2 separate regions of the Capsicum annuum genome follow, and region 2 is linked to region 1. The links are chromatin contacts, called in public Hi-C maps. All regions are on one chromosome and are shown on one strand. The core of a region is the stretch at or near the end of the contact, and the rest is flanking DNA. Distances in the headings are between cores, read along the strand shown. Region 1 overlaps LOC107853277 (serine/threonine-protein kinase BSK7). Region 2 holds the start of LOC107855951 (two-component response regulator ARR1).

Region 1 (4,851 bases), core at 1,080-3,579:
TTGCACGGTGTTGTATTTTACTTTGAACTGTTCTATGGCATTCTAGGTGGTAACATATGAATTTATTTATATTTTTACTGTTTAAGATATGTATCATGTATTTTTTTTATTACCCATATGTATATGTATATAGTTGTCCTTTTTGTTATAAAGATTTTGCGTCATATATGTTTATATATACATATGAGTGAGATATGTATTTCTGAAAATACATATGCAGATACATATGTATGTTTTGTACTGTAAATAAATATTCAGATTGTATGGCGGTGTATTTTATATATTTTTAAAATGTGTATGTGATATACATATTTGTCTTTTCAAAATAAAAGTTAGATATATAAGAGTAAAAAAATGGAAAAAAAAAAAGAAGTGAAAAAAGAAAAGAAATAGAAGTGTCAAAATAAAAGAAAAAAAGAAATAAAAAAACGAAAGTAGGAAAAGGAAAAACGATATGAGAAAGGAAGAAAAAGAAAAAGAAAAAAATAAAGAAAAAAAGGGGAAAAAAAAAGAGAGATAGACGAAAGAAAATAAAGTGGAAAGAAAAATGAAAAAGAAAAAGAAATCAAAATAAAAATAAAATGATAAACAAAGATGAAAAAAAAACTAACAAGAAAAAAAGTTAGAGATATAAAAGAGTGAAAGAGAGAAAAAAACAGTAATGATGTTTTATTTTGAAATTTTGAAGATCATGAAAACAATTATTTGCAAATATGAGAGAAAAAAAATGAAAAAGAAAAAAAAGAAGAGAAACAGAAGAGAGAAAATAAAGTGAAAAGAAAAAAATAAAAAAATATGATGACAAAGAAAGAATAGAAGATACGAATATATTGAAATAAGTGAAATAGTGAAGTGAAAATAGAAAAAGGTAAAATAGTAGGAGTAAAACAAGTGTTTGTCTAATTAATGACGGAATAATGTTATTCTTGCTATAAACTGTAATTTCACAAAAATATTTCTATTTATTGTAATTATAATCTTAAATATGCTACTTTTTGTAATTTTTTCAAAAAAAATAATTAAACTTCTTGCTTTTCTCCCAATTTCTAACTTTTTTTTCTCGAGAAAACGTTTTCAAAATTTAACCAACCAAGCATTGAAAAGTTAGAAAACATTTTCCAGAATTTTTCGGCCTCATATGAGAATGAAAAATCGGAGCATTTTATCAATCGTGTATTTTCTTCCATACCATCCACACCCTAATTCCTATACTATGGTTAGGGGTGTACATAGGTCGGGTTGATTCGATTTTTATTAAAAAGAAAAAAAAAACAATCATATCGGTTTATTAAAACTATAAACTAAATCAAACCAACATAAAATTGATTTTTTCGATTTAAATTTTAGTCCGTTTTTCAAGTTTTTCGATTTTTTCAGTTTTTTTTAATTTTCTTTTAGAATCTTTAGTTTACAATTATATTGTAATTGAAGACTAGATCAAATATGTTTTCACTCATGTGCTAATGAAAAACCATAATTATGAAAAAATAAGGAGCGAAAAACTCTCTTGAAACTAAAAAGTGAGATGAAAAATAAAAAGTTTAGGTTTTAAATTTATATTGAATTTTCGTTCATTTAATTAGCAATTAATAAACAAATATTACATTTTAAAGGCTCAAATCTAAATATATATCTACATCTACTTTCAAATTATTGAAAATTATTAAAATTAATTGAAAAAGTATTTAAAAAGTAAATTATAATTAATATTTTATGTATAATTAATATTTCATGTATAATTAATATATATATATATATATATATATATATATATTATGTCGGTTTGATTCGGATTCGATTTAACTTATTTTTTGTTAACACCAAACCAAACCAAGAATGATCAATTTTTTTCTAACGCCAAACCAATCAAACCAAATCATAAGTTGATTTTTTTTTCTCGATTTGTTTTGATTCGTCGGTTCGATTTGACTGTGTAACAGAATTGACCTTACACCTGATTTAAAAAATAAAAAAATCGCACGCCTACCTCACCCGCGAAATTTAACCCTTGGGTGAGAATTACCCAAAGGCCATATAAGGAGAGAATAGTACATTCTCTCAACCTATCTATGCAAATATAACAAAGCTTAAAGACGAGAAATTAAATTTCAAAAATATATGAATGAGCTACCAGCTGTACAGATAATATTGCACAAACATTCAAACTGAGTAATTGTTGACATAAAAGATGCAAACAACATTCAGAAAGTTAGACAGACCAGTAACGACTGTACTTAACATAAGCACTGCAAAGTAAATTACAACACAAAGAAAGGATATTGACCCCCAACTCCAAGAGAAGAAAAGGAAGGATGATTTCAAGAGAGAGACAAAACAATTTGTGCAGCCAAATAGCACTGTACATAAATTACAGCACAGAAGTGTTCTCCAGCTTTCCTTTTCCACAGATGTTAGATCCTTAAGGAACCAACAGCATTGGATTATTCCCCGTCCACAAAAGCCATGACCAAATCGAACCCCCCTCACATCCAATTATGTTGCAAAAGAATTCTCTGAAGTAAACCGAACCTAAATGATTGCATGCACGAGGAGATAGATTGAACAGCCTCTCCACGGTGAACTTTTTGTGATCTAAGAACAGCCTCTCCACAGTGACCTTTTTGTGATCTATGTCCAAGTCCCCATCAGCAACGAAGCAATAAAATAGAGATCACACTGGCTTAACTCACCACTTTCAGGAATTTGTGTTCTTCTTCTCTTCGAGAACAGAACCCTCTTTAAGTGCAATGTGTGCCTCATTTTCCCTTCCCAGTGCAAAAAGAGAAGCAGCCTGTAAATACGAAGCAATATGCCATACAGGAGATATTACTTGTGCCTGTACTGCATCATTCAGGGCTTCCTGTGACATATCACTCATGAGATAAGACAGACTACGCCGTGCATACACAGTTGGGGAGACCATGGTTCCAACATCGATAAACTGTATAAACCAATCCAAGTATTAAATGAATGATGCACTTTAAATAGATTAAATCTACTCTTCTAAGCACTCATTAATAATCTCAAGAACATGTTAACATCTCTTTAGACCATTTTGTTACTTAATCAACTGTATAAAGCATTAGACTACTAACATTTATCTCGTCTAAGAACACACATCTGAAAAGTACAAATTGGAACCTCAAGTTTGGAAGAAGAGTCTTGCTACTCATATTGAAACCCGTGGAAACTGAACCTATCACGGAGGATCGTGAATTCCTACCTGTGTATAGCATTCGACAGCAGCCTTAGCATCTTTGTGCCTGAAAGCAGCATCACCCTTTTTCTTGGAGTTCAATGTTTCCTGCATCTGATTTGTCCACATCTGGAATGAAAGCTGCAAGCAACATCAAAAAAGTGTGCCTACCATTAGACTTTGATAATTGGCTCCAAAGCTGTACAACAACTTGGATTTGATTTAATGAACAAGCAATAAGTTACAAAAAGAAAGTTCTTTTAACAGCTGAGCAACTTCCTCTCCAAAGCGTCTCACTGGTTGAAGCGCGCACAATCATTCAATAGGCATTGGGAACTTATAAGTAAAAGAGTAAGCCACAAATACATATTTTTCTCTGCTGTTTCTGACTGTAGGGATGGCAATTGGGCGGCGCGGTTTTGACCATATGCGGGTGCAGGACGAGTTAAAACTATTTTGTTGAAAATTTAATGCGGGGTGGGGCGGACAGGTTGGACAAATCAGAGTCTTAAGTTAGATCCAGTTCTTCTGAACTAAATAGTTTTAAGAACTACTGGTAGGTATAAACACAATAAATTATGCGGAGTGGGTTTATGTGGGATGGGTTGCAAACAACAAAATGTGCAATGCAAGAGGGAATGGGTGAAATATTTGCAAGTTTACATGGGCTTTCTCACAACCCCACCGTTTGCCAACCCTGTTTCTGAGAACTTCCTTTGCAACAGGCCATTTGTCCATGAGGAAACTGGTTTAGACAAAATTCAAATCAATTTGCTTATAGAAATCCTATCATCAGGATGACCTCTCAAGATGAAGTCACAACAATGATCTAATCTGATTTTTTGGATGAGATTCTCTAAGTATAACCTTTTTTAGCAGTTGAAACATGTGGAACAACACTTCTTAAACATAAAACAGCATCAAGAAGCTCACTGGTTGTTAGGATTCTCTATATGAGAGAATCACTACAAAGCAAATCATAAAGAAGGGATAAGCAGCAGGTGGAAGAAATGTGAGGCCCCCTCCTGCACACATGCAAGAGGAGAAAAGATCCGCGTACGGCATGAGGTTACTGTGTCAGTGTTTTGAAGATAAAAACACTGAAACGGAATGGGTGTACACAAGATGAGGACATCAATTCCTCAAAACTATTACTAACAGACAAACCTCAGTAGCTGCTCCTTCATCGTCTTTGTACCCAAGCTTTTCTAAAATCTCATGGATGGCAGTTAGATCCATTCTTAAGCAGGCTTCACCAAGTGGAGACAGAGACATAGTTTCACCATCACGTGATATACCCATCAAAGCATGAGAAGGAACCTGCAAAACAAGTATCAAAACTTCATCACAGCTAAATTCCATCATCAATGTGATCTCTGACAATTTTCAGTCATCTAATGTAGGAATTAATATTTAGGGACAATAATATAACCTAAAATGTTTCTTTTTTAAAAAAAAAAAAAAATGGAACTATTATATTCCTCAGCAGTAAAGGATGCTGAACACCTCCAAAAATAGTTACAAAAGAGAACTTAGAGTCTAGAATTACAATGCTCCTAAGAAATCTACAAATTCATCTACGTCCTCTATACAATTCTCCTTGCACCAAAAAAATAGCGTGACAAGACAATTCCATTTTACATCATTAATGGACC
Region 2 (4,851 bases), core at 874-3,373, 190 kb before region 1:
TAAATTTGTTATAATTAGTTAATAAAAAAATAACTAAATTTAATCACTTATTTATTTAGATATAAATTATTGTACAAATTCACTTTTGTGATAACTACATCCAATTATTAATCATTTGTTCAACTAATTATAACTACATTTATAATAATTATTAATTAATAATTTAATAGTAGACCATAAAAAAATTGTTCAGAAAGATAAAGTTCTAGACTTTGAATAAAATAACAACTGTCATAACACTTGATCAAGGTAAAACTTGAGTGAGACATGATAAATTTTGTTTATATTGCTATAAATAGAAAATTGAAAGTAAATATATTATAATTACTTATTTATTTAATTATATCTCAAATTTGCTAGTAAGACCTGTTAAGCCTGAATCAAATCAAATTATATTTAATCACTTATTTATCTAAACTATATTTCAAATGTACTAGTAAAATTCGGTAAGATCGAATCAAATTAAGTGATTAACACATCTAATTATCTTAGATCGATGGCATTTGATTTTATAATAAAGATTGTTCAGTCACTATATAGACAAGATATAATATCCCGCTCTCAAATGTAACCTTTTTTTAATCTAGTGTTGCTACAACAAATTTTCATTCATGATAAAAAATGATTATTAGTTACAAAATTCTATCAAAATTCATTTCGCCATAACAAATAGTTATGGAACTTGAAGCAAAAACTTAACAATTGCCATAATTTTTTAGAATATGAAACAAAAAGTACTCATTTAGTTACAATATTTTGCTTGAGGTACTTTATTGTACCTAAAAATTTAGTATTGTTGCAGTAATTTCATTAGGTCAGAGACATGTGAAGTTGTACTTATGCGAGAGCATCCTTTTACTGATAAAAAGATAAGAGTTGATTCCACTTTTTAGGTAGTTAATGATTCACATATATAATTTTTCTCTACTACTTTTACTCCTTCTATGTCTTTTTCTCAAATTATTATGAAATTAAATCAATATTTTTTATGAGCAATTAATTTTTTTTCATAATTTTTTTAAAAATAATTGAGGTATGCAAAGGTTGTGGAACTACACGTAGCATGTTGCAGAAGAAAATTAGAAGAATTGAAAAATTGAATAACTGAAATCAAAAATAGGTCAAATTTATCGACGATCACCTAACATTTAGTCTATCATACAAAAATTAATATTGATTTCAATTTTTTTAATATAAAAGTCATTTAAGTTTAAAAATTGATATATAAAAAATACTTTTTTATTTTGTGACATAAAAGTATCCTATCTTTAAAATTTAGTACAAATATTTATTTATTTTTTCAAAAGGTGTTTACAAAATTTACTATACAAATACATATATCAGTGTAGAAAATAGTCAAATTACAATTTCTTCAATATTACTAATATTAGATAAAAATTATTATAAAGAAATCAAACTAAGGAAAGCAAGTATAATATTGTATACCTCCAACAAGTTATTTGTTAAAAAGTAAAATATTAGAGATACTTCTAATATCATCCTGAATATAATTAATTTATTTTTGACCCTTGTCGTATTTTCTTTATGATATATCAAAATACAAATGAAGTTTACTTCTTAATTAACTTGATCAAAGTTAAATGACTTTTAAGTGACAAAAAATTAAGAAAAAAGATACTTTTATGTTACAAATTTTTAAATTTGAATGACTTCTACGTAAAATAAATTAAAATAATAATAATAATAATAATAATAATAATAATTAAACTATAAATTTTATAATAGAATAAAGTGTACATAATAATTAAAAAAAATATATTATAAATTTAAAATTAGATAACTAAATCAAAAACATCTTAATGAATTATTCTTTTTTATATTATAAAGTTAGCTTTACAATTTAATAAAAACAGATGAAAACGAAGGAGCTAAAAACAAGAGAAACAAAAATAGTTAGTTGAGGAGAAAGAGAAGAAGGTGAAGTGGAATGATATGGTGGAATCCACTTTATAAAATCAACAGAAAAGGTTAAAAATACTCCCAAACTATCTAAAATAAATTAAAAATATCTCTCATTAATTTTTTGGCTCAAAAATATTTCTGGCTAAAAAATATCCTTTCCTCTAAAAGCATGTCACCCAGGTGAAAAAAGGTTTGTAGTCATGCCACATCACCATTCACGTCATCTTTAATTTCACAGCCCAAATTAAAAATTCAACCCGACCCATAAATAAAATAACCCGACCCAAAGTGGAATAACAAAGGTAAAAGAATCGGGTCTTTCTCTGTGCCTTATTCTTTCTCTCTCCTGAAAGAAAATTTTCATTCTAGGGTTCACCGCTACTGCTGTTTGAATTCATTCGAAAGGGAAAGATTGATTGTCATTTTCTAAGGTTCCCCACGACTGTCGATGGTATAAATCGCTTGTTGGATCGATTGTCACATTCACTGTTTGATGCTCAATTGATGCATTAGGGTTCTTCTGATAAAATCAATATAGGGTTCGTTTTTGGAGTTGTAGTCACCTAAAATTGATGTCTTCACCTACCTTTCAGAAAAGCTATGGGATTCCGACTTATTATAATACGCCCTTGGAGCTGGCTCCCCTTTTGACGTTTCTAAGGATTCCGACGATGTTCATACAGTTCTTGCTGTAAATTCATATGTGATTATATTGTTCTGATGAATTTGGATCTTTCATAATTTATTTCTCAAGATTCATATGTTGCTTTTTATGAATTTGCATCTTTCAACACTTTTTCCTCAATATCCATATTTTTGTAACTGCTCTTGCAGATGATTATTGTCGTTTCCTACTTCGAGCCTGTATCTTTTGAGTTCATTCTGTATATGTGGGTCCATAAAGTGAATTATTGTGTCATATCACTGAAAACTAGGGAGAAATCATGTGAAACTTGAAAATCAATACTTTATTTTGGAGTAAGAAGTAAAATAAATTAACTTGTTCATGTTATAATCGTTGGTTGAAATGTTGCCAATCCTGGCGATGCTTTCAGAGGCTGTTCCCAAGAAAATTCTTGAACTGATGAATGTTCCCGGACTAACAAGAGAAAATGTTGCCAGCTACTTTCAGGTACTGAACAATTTTACTTCTTTCATTTTCAAGAATATACAGGAATGTACGGTTTCATGCACAATTTAGTAGTTGATAATATTTCTTTAGTTTCTTAGTGAAGTGCTTATTGATGGTAATCAGGTACTGCAGAAATACCGGTTATACCTCAGGAGGTTGAGCGGTGTATCACAGCATCAGAATGGATTAAATAACTTGTTCATGGGACATCCGGAAGCAACATATGGGACAATGACTTCTTTCAGTGGGCTCGAGCTTCAAGCTTTAGTTGCCACTGGTCAACTTCCCATACAAAGTCTTGCTACCCTCTAGGCAGCTGCACTAGGTAGGTCTGCGACAAAATCTGCCACATCTATGCATCTAGTAAATCAAGGAAACCTTTTCATCTTTGAAAATCCCAAGTTGAGATTTCCCGAGGGACAGCAACAATATTAACTTACTTTATGGGATCCCAACGACTATGGAACCGAAGCAGCTAGTAGATCTGCACCAGTCCTTGCAGTCCTTTGTGGCGATGAATATGGAACACTAGAATGCAACAAAATAATGCTCTACTAATGCATATGTCTCAACAACAACAAAAACAACTGTCAAGGGCTCAAATGCTAAATGAATCCAATAATGGTCAAGTTTCATGGCCTCCATTGTCCGTTTCACAACCTTTGTCCTCAAACGGGATACCTGCTGCAATCTTATCACGAAATGGCATTGTTGACAGTGTACGAGGTACGATATACAATCGAGTCTCCCAAGCATCTACAATGGTAAATTTCTCGCTAAATCAAACTACAGAGTTGCAAAGCAACAGTTTTCCTCTTGTGAGTAGTAACTCCAGTATGTCAACGCCGACATTTAAATGATTGCTTCAAGAAGAGGTTAACTCTGATATTAAAGGATCTAGAGGATTCCCTGCTGGTTATGATATTTTTGAAGAAGTGCATCAACAAAAATAGCAGGATTGGGGTTTACAAAATGTCGGATCAGCTTTCGGTGCCTCTGATCATTCAAGTATACCTGGAACTCTGGATGTCTCACCCTCCATGTAAGTTCAACAAGGTATTTCTTCAATGAAGAAGACTGGACAAAATGGGAATTCTCCCATGGGTGAACAACAACTTAATTTATTCTCCGGTGGAAATTTTCTTACTGGAAATTTGTGTCGGACAAGTTGAAACTGAGTTTGCCTTTGATGGATATCCACAACTGGACAATCTTCCTGTGTAATCCGTGGAAAGAGTGTAGTTGTTGTACATTACACTTTTGGACATATAATTCGGAGTCACTAGTGTACATAGTTGTCTTTATAGCTGCAAAATGACTTCTGCGAACAAAAAATGGTGTAGTTTCAGCTCATCATTCAGTTCTTGATGTTGGATTCTCGTCTAGCTGCATCTTTTGATCTGATTCGTGATTCTTGTGGAATTTGACAGCAAGTAATTTGTGTATGATACTTCTGCATGGTATCGCAAAGGCGTACATGTAAAGTTTTGACTTCTATTTAGCTAGGTGAACTTCAGGACTTTAATCGTTCGAGTTATTTACTAACTGCAATAACCTGGTTTTAATTTCTTCTACTTCACTTTCTGAAGTTGATGATCTTGATGTACAGATTAAATTTGGATTGCCATAATGTGCTAGTCTTTGGGATTCTTTTAGTAGCACTTTCATGCTTTCTTCTTTATATGAGTAGTTGATTTGAAAGGCTAATAAAACTAAAAATGTGTTTTGATCTATTTACTACTGTTTTGTTTTATTTTTGTTCCTGTGGTAATTTTGATATTGTTGGAAAAAAAGAC

Evidence for each region. Hi-C and Micro-C count contacts between places; a contact is called where the count stands out from the background.
Region 2: a Hi-C map of leaf shows a contact between it and region 1, with 2.3 times the contacts expected there. The contact joins the promoter of LOC107855951 here to the enhancer-like site in region 1. A contact is called at or near these places in 4 of 5 Hi-C or Micro-C datasets (bud, leaf, pericarp and 1 more).

Annotation. Positions count from the first base shown.
Region 1 is chr11:164,992,994-164,997,844 of UCD10Xv1.1, reverse strand. LOC107853277 (serine/threonine-protein kinase BSK7) reads right to left here. Exons shown (of 11, transcript XM_047399051.1): 9 at 4,364-4,516; 10 at 3,224-3,337; 11 at 2,120-2,941. The coding sequence ends at 2,696. Among protein-coding and RNA genes, the nearest start is that of LOC107853277, 23 kb to the right of the region's middle. Within about 2 kb of position 2,329, at least 2 of the 5 cell types and tissues checked have an H3K27ac peak or open chromatin away from gene starts, as enhancers often do. A contact at or near this core is called in leaf, where this site is marked.
Region 2 is chr11:165,183,432-165,188,282 of UCD10Xv1.1, reverse strand. It overlaps LOC107855951 (two-component response regulator ARR1), which reads left to right and starts at 2,123. Exons shown (of 2, transcript XM_016700949.2): 1 at 2,123-3,055; 2 at 3,179-4,788. The coding sequence starts at 2,951. The coding sequence ends at 3,367.